2 separate regions of the Manis pentadactyla genome follow, and region 2 is linked to region 1. The links are chromatin contacts, called in public Hi-C maps. All regions are on one chromosome and are shown on one strand. The core of a region is the stretch at or near the end of the contact, and the rest is flanking DNA. Distances in the headings are between cores, read along the strand shown.

Region 1 (4,773 bases), core at 1,566-4,065:
TCCTCCTGGCCTGACGCTCTGCCGCCATTAAAATGTCATCTCATGATCCCAAAACAAGGAGTAGGACTTAACCACACATGCTGATTTTTAAAATTTTAATCAAATAGTAATACTATGTATACCTTCATGTTAATACATGTGAAATTGTAGATGAAAGGCATGATCTCCTAGAAAAGTAAAAGCTATCAAAAGTAAGTCAGGAAGACATAGAAATTATGAATATCCAATATCCCATAGAAAAAATTACAAAAATAAATATTTTTTTGATTTTATAATGAAAAAACTCTTAGTAGGCAGTAGTGCTAGTTATGGTAACAGAAATTGAAAATAGCAGTGGTTTAAACATGATATCTATTTCTCTTTCACACCACTGCCTGGGAATGAATCTAGGGCTAGTCTGACAGCTCCACAATCATTGGGAATCCAGGCAGCTTCCATCTTATTGCTTTGATACCTCTGGGTCACTTTTCATGGTCCATGCCACTATGTCCAAATTCCTGTGGGCAGTTGGGGATAATGGAATAGAAGACATGACCTATCCTTTTTTAGTAAGATGCATATGTCATGTCTGTTCATATCTCATTGGCATACTTAGCTGCAGGGGAGGCAGGGAAAATAGTGTCTTTATTCTAAATGGCCATGTGCCCATGAAAAATTCTTACATAGAAGGGGAAAACTGATTTTGGGGAACCACTAGTCTTTCTACTACAAATGAGAATAGATGCTCCTTGATACAAGTGGATGTATATCAGAGATGAACAATAGATACATAATCATAAATCATTAAAAGTATTTTCATTATCCAAGACCATGATGCCTGCTGTCCTCAATTTTTAACATTGTTTTAGAGAGTTCTGGACAATGCTATGAGACTAAAAAATAATTAGTACATATTTTGGAATGAAGATACATTTTCTGGAAAGAAAATTTTTATTTTTTTCATTATGTTTTGTAACTAGAAAAACTAAAACACTGTCAGAAGTAAAGGGAAGTGCAATGAGATGGTCAATTTCAATACGATTGCATTCAAATAATTTTTCATCTACCAGTAATGCCCAATAGAATACATAGTTGGTGTGCCAGTTATAATTCATTGTTTCTCAGACCCCCAATACACTGCCTGACATTGGAGCCTGTAGACAGTTTCTGCTTTGCTAGCCAACTTGATATTAATCTTTGCCAACAGAGGGCGCTGGAAGAACAGCAGTAAGGCAGCACCTGGAAATAGGAACTTTTCAGTTTCTTCTTCTCTGAGCAGTTTTCCACTGAGGCCAGTAGGGGGCGAGGAGTGGGCAGGAGCATCCATCTCAGCGGTCGTTAAAGAACAGTCTTGGCTCATGCCCTCCGGCAAGTTGTTCAAACAAATGCAGGGTGTGTGTGGAAAAGATCTGCAATTTTTCTGCAAATACAGAAAAATGGGAACAACCTAACTGTCCAAGAGTAAGGGACTTTAAAGAAAACACGGAACGTCCATACTATGGAATACTATACAGTTTACAAAACAGATGAATTTTATTTATAATGGAAAGATATCCCCGATAGGTATCTCATACAGAATGATTCCAGGTTTACATTAGGGATATGCACAGATGTAGAACTGAAAAAACACTATAAATAGTGCTTATTTCTGAGTGGCCTAATTAGGAATATTTTTTACTTTCAGTTACTCAAAGATACTGTGAGAGTCACAATTTTGGATGCTGGCAGTAGGACCGTGAAAACAGTCTGACTTTATGGACCTTATAGTTGGGTAGTGGGAGGCAAATTTTACACAAATATGTCAGGAAGGAAAATATGACAGGGCACAGGTGTGGTGGGGGGCGGGGAGCTGTTTACGTAGGATTAAGGAAAGTCACTTTGAGGGAGTGACATTTGGGCACAGGGCAAGTGGGAACTAGCCTTGTGGATATGGATACCTTTATAATTTTCCATACTTTCTTAATCTTATTTTCTACACTAAACATGCAATACTTGCATAATCAAATCAAAATAAAGCAAGCCTCTATTTCAGAAAAAGATCTGGCGTCTCAGATCTCCATGACCAGGAGAAAGTAGGGAGGGTGGGAACAAAGTCAAAATGCATCACAAGGAGAAAACCTAGAGCTTTCCGGACATGGCCCGCCTGGTCTGGATTCTCCCCGGTCACGGGACCCTCGCCGCCTCGCAAACGAAGTTGATGGGGAAGCCGGGGTTGGAGACCCCGTCCGACGCTCGGGGACGAAGAATCGCCGCAGTAGGCTCCGCGCCCCTTCCTTGGACTGCATTTCCCGGGAAGCTCCACGCCCCGCTAGGAGCGGATACAGACTTGGGTGGGGGCGGAACCCAGAAAGCTGGAAACTAGTCTCCCGGGGCCGAGCTCCAACTCCTGGGCCGCTCCTTCGGCCCTCCACCCTCTCCAGAGGAAAGGGCGATGTCAGAAGGAAGGACCCGCCCCACTGCATCCCTCCCGGCAGAGCAGGCGCTCCACTGGCGGCCGGGCCAGGCGCCGTCTCTGCCCACTAGGCCAGCCTTGGTTTCCCCTTTCCTCCCCTCACGGGTCATACGAGCAGAAAAGTCCGCAAGAACAGCTGAAAAGCGCACAGCACAGCTCCAGTCTAAGCTGTACACCGCAACTCGGAGACGACTGCGGACGCGCTTGGAGCCGCTGCCTTCTGATTGGCCAGCCCTGGAATTCTCCCGGCTCATTGGCCATCCGTCAGAGAGACGGCAGGGTCAATGGGCGAACAGCATTCTGAGGAGTGTAGATGGAGAATTTGCCGAAGCGCCTGCGCTGTGTCGTTTCCCGGCGAGCCCCGCGCGAACTTCCGGCACCGGGAACCTGGCGGCGGAAGTGGGAACGCATGGGTGGCTCTGGGTAGTGGGTACCCCATAGGCGGGACCGGCGACGCGGGCCGCCGGGTCTGAGGTCAAGTGCGGGGCGCCGGGCGGCCGGTGTCGGCGCCCCGAGGCAGAGGCCCAACGGGGCGCGCGCCGCTGGGAAGTGCCGGCGGGAGCCCGGGGCGCCTGCACCCGCTGCCCGCCCAGCCGCCTCTCAGCTCCGCGTTCTCGCCTGCCGCGTCCGGCCGAGCCGCCCTGGTGAGTCGCTCGCCCTCTCCGAGTCACTGGAGGATGAGAATGGAGTGTATACTTTCCAGGGGTGTTATGAGAGTAGAATAATAAAGTAAATAAAGTAAATTAAGTGGCCTGTAGTAGAGAAGGACTGGAAACAGCCTGAGTGCCTCACTTGGGTATTGGTTAAGAAATTGGACACATCCACACCGCGGAATCTCCCAGAACGGCTCGTAACAACGACTTGTTAGGTGGAAAAGCAAATTTCAAAATACTATGTGCAGTAAGACCTCATGTGAAAACACACACACAACACTTTATTTTTGTTTCCATAGATACAGTTTCAGTAAATGCACAAGAGTCTGGGAGGTTGTATGTCAGACTGTTCATCAGAGGGTACAAGTGGTGGAAGGGAGTTTCTCTTTTATGAATTTGTATATTGTTTACCCCTTTTTTGTTATGATGGTTTGTGCCACTTTTTTTGTTGAAACAATTAAAGAAAATTCCAAAATACACTTCAGAACTGTTACGAAGAGTAGCAAAGTATAAATACGTGTCATACTAACTGTGGATAAATGGCTTAGGTTGGTGTCTGTGAGCCCTTCCCTGACACTCCCCGGGGTTAGATGTGTTTTGAAATTCAGAAGTTTTCAAATTTGAGGATGATAGCACATGTCATATCAGGTAATCCAGCCATCAGAATCTGGGCAAAACTCAATATCAAATGCATTAATTAGCTTTTTTATTGAAGTGTATTTCACATACAGAAATACCCCCTGGTAAGTACAGCTCAATGAATTTACAAACTGAACAGATGTTAATATCTCTGCCATAAAACATACATTTACATTAAGTGTGATAAATGGAGATTACAAATACACATTTCAGCAGGTCAGGTAGTAAAAACTTGGGTGTTTTGGATTTCAGAGCTGAGGATAAGGGGCTGTGGGCCTGTGTAGGTACGAGACAGTCATGTGAGCAAGGCATTACTGGAAAGCCACACTTTTCAGGTCCAGGAAAGGACAGGAGCTGGAGTTCCTGGATGTCCCTCCAGGCTGCTGTTTGCTCATATACTGTCCCCCTCCTGCTATTTTGCTCTTTCCCCAGGAGAGTGTGTCCAGATGCTGACCCAGCTGCCTCAGGGAATCCCTCTGGGAGACTGAAGGGCAGGCTCCTGGGCCAGGTTAAGGCCAAACCAGCCCTGAGCCTTAGGACAGGGGAATGGCAGCCTCCCTGAAGCCTCAGGACCAGGCCACTGGGGAGGGAGAAGGGCTTCTGATCGTCAAGGTAGAAGATTCCTCCTGGGAGCAGGACTCTGTCCAGCAAGAGGACAGCCAAGATTCTGAGGCCTGCCGCCAGCGCTTTCGGCAGTTCTGCTATGGGGAAGTGAATGGGCCCCACGAGGCCTTCAGCCAGCTCTGGGAGCTCTGCTGTCGCTGGCTGCGACCTGAGCTGCACACCAAGGAGCAGATCCTGGAGCTGCTGGTGCTGGAGCAGTTCCTGAGCGTGCTGCCTGGGGGCATCCAGGCCTGGGTGAGAGCGCAGTGCCCGGGAAGTGGCGAGGAGGCCGTTGCCTTGGTGGAAGACCTGCAGAGGCAACCAGGGAAAGCATGGCCACAGGTGAGGGGCCTCTCCCACATCCAGGGGCACCTGGTGAGCACCGAGGTTGGAGAGAGGTGGCTGTCTCCATAGTGACACGCCCTCCAGTGTGGTGTGGATAGAGCC
Region 2 (4,584 bases), core at 2,030-4,529, 280 kb after region 1:
TGACGGCTTATCCTGTAACCCAGACACTGATAATATACCACATCAGAAGCCAGGAGGCTCTACTGGCTTCCCAAAGGACCTAGTTCTAGGTGAGCCTTCGAGAAGAGAAAGCACAAAATAGCTATACCTAAGTCAGGGCCCAATTGGAGAGTTGCTAAGAACATTTTTTAAATTAAAGTATCATTGATACACAATCTTATGATGGTTTCAACTGCACAACACAGTGGTTCAACTTTCACCGTGTTATCAAGTCCCCATCCCCTCCATTACGGTCACTGTCTATCAACGTAGTAAGATGTTATAGACTCATTAATTGTATTCTCCATGCTGTACTACCATCTAAGAGCAATCCTGATAGACACTGCCTAGAGGTGGGGTTTTCTAGTTTGTCTATGTAGGTCTCAAGAGCTTTCTACAGTTTAAGCAGTTCCATGTGACAGGTGAGCAAGCACAACTGGAAAAAAGATTGGGATTCATATTTGTCAAGAAAGAAAGAGAGCAAGCCAGTATTTTTCTACCTAGCAGAGAAACACTCTGGTTATTAGGAATAGTTTTATTGTCACCAGGAGTTTCCCCAAATTTCTTTACTGCTCCCAGAGGGAAGATCAAGGTAGAGCTGTTACATGTCCTACAAGCAAATAATAACCAGTATCACCACTAGGATGGCTGACAAAATTTAGGCCTGCCAAAAAAAGCATTCCTCTTTAATTTTACCGAATACCCTTAATTTATAAAACCAATATATTAATACAAAAGGGATCTCTCCTTCCAAAGAAACAGCCCCATGATTGTCTCAGCTCATTGCCCGGAAAGCGTTCCTGGGCTACAGTGCAGCGTGTGGGAACCCAGAGGTACCCAGTGGTTTTGCTGATTTGAGGAGACCAACTTCAGGGATGTCAAGGTAGCTAGAATTTGACAGCAAAATACCAGAGAAGAAGCAGGTGCTCAGGCAGAGCATTCTGGTCATCTAGATGGGGTCACCTCAAGACTGGCTGAGTACTTATCTGTGAATGCATGGGAGGGAACTACCCCCAGCCGGGAAAAGAGCCACCAAAATGAAATACACAGAGTGATCTTGAAAGTTCATGTAATAGTCCACATTCCCGCCAACCAAAGTGGAAAGACCCCCTCCCCCCACCCCAAGCACACAGGGCATTGGGCAGTAAGCTCAGAAAGACATTGACTTAGCAGAAGGCCAAATCAGCCTTAGACTAAAGGTTGCTCTGAACAGACCCTAACAAGGCAAAATTGCTCCCAAGTGATTTAAATGCATCCCACAACAAAGTCCAAAAATATTTTTAAAATCACAACAAAAGCCAACATCCAACAAAATAAAACTTACAATGTCCAGCACCCAGTCAAAAATTGTAAGGCATATAAAGAAGCCAAAGAGCATGACCCTTAACTAGGAGCAAAATCAGTCAACAGAAACAGACCCAGAAATGACACAGATGATAAAACTCGTAGAAAGAGTGTAAGAATAGCTATTGTAAACATACTTCACATGTTCAACAAGGTAGAGGAAAACATGAACATGATGAAGAGAAAGTAGAAAATAGAGAAGAGGAATTACGGTGTAGGTCAAACAGTCAGCCCGAGTCAGGGGTAAACTCTCCTCAGGTGTAGGAACATTTCTGCATATAGTGCCCCTGAGATGAAAAAGGCACAGCACCGCCTTAAGAGTAAATCAATTTCCACTCTTTAGCAAATGAAAGTAACTTATACTAATGGGGTTTTTCAAGTAAAATTGTGAATTGACTATAACAAATATTTGGTAAGATTACCAGGCACTGCAATGTCTCATGCAAAACCACAGTCACTGTACTAGACAGGCTTGTTGTCTTTTAAAAATCATTTCATCCTTTGAAAACTGCTCTCTTGTGCAAGTTATCATATCCACAAAAATCACCCAAGGACAGGTTCCACTTGCTGATACCAACATGTAAATTAGACATGAAATCCTAATCCTAGAACTGACTAAAGTTCCAGAATGCAGGAAAAACGGCCTTATCCATCAAGGCCATATCCTCAAAACACTCCTGTGTGATGTCTCTGCTGAAGGACCCTGGGCAGGGTACAGACTCACACACTTCTCTTGTGAAAAATACACAGCCAGATTCTCAAACAGCATGGGTCCCTGAAACAACATGAAAGCCCATCTCAGGACAAGAGGCAAGAAGCCCATCCCCTTAGTAGAGGAAGGCTGAGAAGAGAGAAACATCAGATGCAAGGGAGAAAAAAGGCTTGGTGTAAAAGGGTCCTGTGTGCTGGGGATGGGGTCTAAGCGGATTCTAAGGGCTGGTGGTGGGTACTAGGAAGAAGATAGTAAAAATGGACATAATATTTAAGGATCAAGGCGGTAACTGTGAGTTGTTCTAGAAGAGACTTCTAGAAGAAACTACTACAAGAGAAAAGATAAGGGGACAGCCCAGGGAGGGAAACCATTATGCAAGGATGCTCTTAGGGAAAAAAGAGCGAGCAGCCCAGGAAGAATCATGAATGGGTAAGGTTTCTAGTGTTCTCTCAACATCCTTCCCTTTGCTGGTCCCTCTCTCCTTCCGCATGACGCTCATTGCTAAACTCAAGGTAGCATCACATCCCGACCTATTAATCCTTCCCTAAGTTTACCAGCTCGATGTCAATAGACTTTGGCGTGATTAAAGGGTTTTGTTTGCTCATTCAGGAGTGGAATGAAGCCCAGAAATGTCAAGTTTGGGCAGCATGTCAGACACCTTGCGTACTCGGTTATAGCCATCTCCGATGGGCGCTGTTTCCAGGCGGTGGTTCTGAGAGGAAGAATTCGCTAAGCCATTTCTCCTCACGCCTCACCCAGGAACGAAGACAGCAGCTCTCCATTTGGGGAACGAGAGCCCTCCCGTCACGACCGGCACGCCTAAGCCCCCTGACGAAGGAGCGCGGGCGGAGGCCGGAAGGCAGCCACCGGAACTTGGACGCGGGAGGAGCCTGGTCTCACCCGGAGTACGTAGCACCGAAGGAGAACAGCTGTGCCAAGGATAAATGAGATCCTGCGTAGGATGCTCACCTGGCCGGATGGCCGGCCAGGCTTCCCTGGCCCGACTCCCGCTAGGCGCCGGCGACCTTAAAGCCCAAGCGCCAACCCCAAATGCGGAGCGTCAGCCAAGCACTGGGCGGCCGTGAGCAAGCCTCGTTTCTGAGCCTCCCCGTCTGTGCGGGGGGCGCTCAGGTCGCTCCAGGAGCCCGAGCCCCCCACCCAGGTGCGCACCGCCGGCGCCCACGCAGACCCAGCTCGGGAGCGTGGAGCCCCGCCTCGCCCGGCTGCCGCCCGCGAACACGCCCCTCCGCGGGCGGGACTCGCGGCCGGCCTGCCCTCTCCTAAGATGGCGGCGTCGGCGGCGTCGGGAGGCGGTGCCCACGGGGCCCGGCTGCCAATGGGTTTCCGGCCTGGGCCGCGGCCCCGGCACGAGAGGCGGAAGTGCCGCGGGCCGCCGCCTCCGTCCCGGCTGCGGCGCCTGCCGGTTACGTAACTCGCTGCGGGCTCCGTGTGGCGCCCCTTCCCGGCTCTGGCGGCCCCGGGATGCGCTGAGCCCCACCACGCCGTCCGCTGCCGCCGGCTCCCGCCCAAGGTGAGGCCCCTCGTTCGGACCTGCTGTGGGCGAGCGGGCCGTGAGGGGGAGCGCGGGCCCGAGTCGGCCGCGGAGGGAGGCGCGGGGTGAGGAGCGGCGGCGGTCCGGACCGCGAGGTGCGGGGGGCGCGGTTCCCAGCGTTGGGTGGGGACCAGCCGTTTGTCTGGGGCCCCCCGTGCCAGGCCCCAGGGCGAGCGGGTGGGGACATCTGGAGCCCGGGGGCAGCCCGCCGAGCCGCCCTCGAGGTGGAGGACCCGGCCTTCGCGTAGTTCAGCGATTTGCCGCCGCCTCGCCCGGCCCCACCTCTGCTTTGGTACTTGTTGCACAGAGAGTATTTGCCGGCTTGTGTGCCCTCCTGTGACCTCCCGAGAGCCTGGGGCTCTGTCTGTCGTTCCCGTGTCCTGCTCCCTCAGCTGGACGCTTTGGTATTAAAACAAATCAATCCCTTACTTTTCTGATAATTTACAGACTGGCATGCAGACCCTACGCCAACTCTGACCTCCGTCGAATTGGGCACTTCCCAAGGAATGGAGGGAATGTGTAGCTTCTATGGCTTGTCCCCCTGGGATACTTTTCGGGGAGGCAGTGGGCCTTTGGTGGACCGCCAACATCAAATATCTGTGTGCCCAGCGGGAGGCCTGGAGATGAGGCAGGAACTTACTCTGCAGTAAACATGGACATTGGCTGCTTCATTGATCTGCTTTCACTCTGCCCAGTCCTTGAACCATAGGATTTTGTTTGTTTGTCCTGATGGAAGAGCATACCAGCCCCACGCAGTAGCTCCCTGTTGCCCTTGGGGCGGTTGTTAATTGGACTGTCAGAACTGGAGAGAAGATTGCCGGTAGCAGAAGTTTTACCACAGCACTAAAAGCAGAAAACCTCTAGTTAATGCTTACCTGAGTGTAGGTCATAAATACCACATCCCTGTAGCCCTTCGTGACATAGAGACAAGTGCGAGTTCTTTGGCCAATAGTACTCA

Evidence for each region. Hi-C and Micro-C count contacts between places; a contact is called where the count stands out from the background.
Region 2: a contact with region 1 is called in a Hi-C map of fibroblasts, with 3 times the contacts expected there. The contact joins the promoter of ZNF597 here to the promoter of ZNF213 in region 1. A contact is called at or near these places in 2 of 3 Hi-C or Micro-C datasets (fibroblasts and skin fibroblasts).

What each region holds. Positions count from the first base shown.
Region 1 is chr10:125,850,307-125,855,079 of mManPen7.hap1, forward strand. ZNF213 (zinc finger protein 213) reads left to right here and starts at 2,816. Exons shown (of 7, transcript XM_036920354.2): 1 at 2,816-3,075; 2 at 4,156-4,668. The coding sequence starts at 4,270.
Region 2 is chr10:126,126,465-126,131,048 of mManPen7.hap1, forward strand. It overlaps ZNF597 (zinc finger protein 597), which reads right to left and starts at 3,280. Exons shown (of 6, transcript XM_057487692.1): 1 at 2,068-3,280; 2 at 1,979-2,065; 3 at 982-992. The coding sequence starts at 2,221. It overlaps NAA60 (N-alpha-acetyltransferase 60, NatF catalytic subunit), which reads left to right and starts at 3,452. Exons shown (of 7, transcript XR_005031785.2): 1 at 3,452-3,605.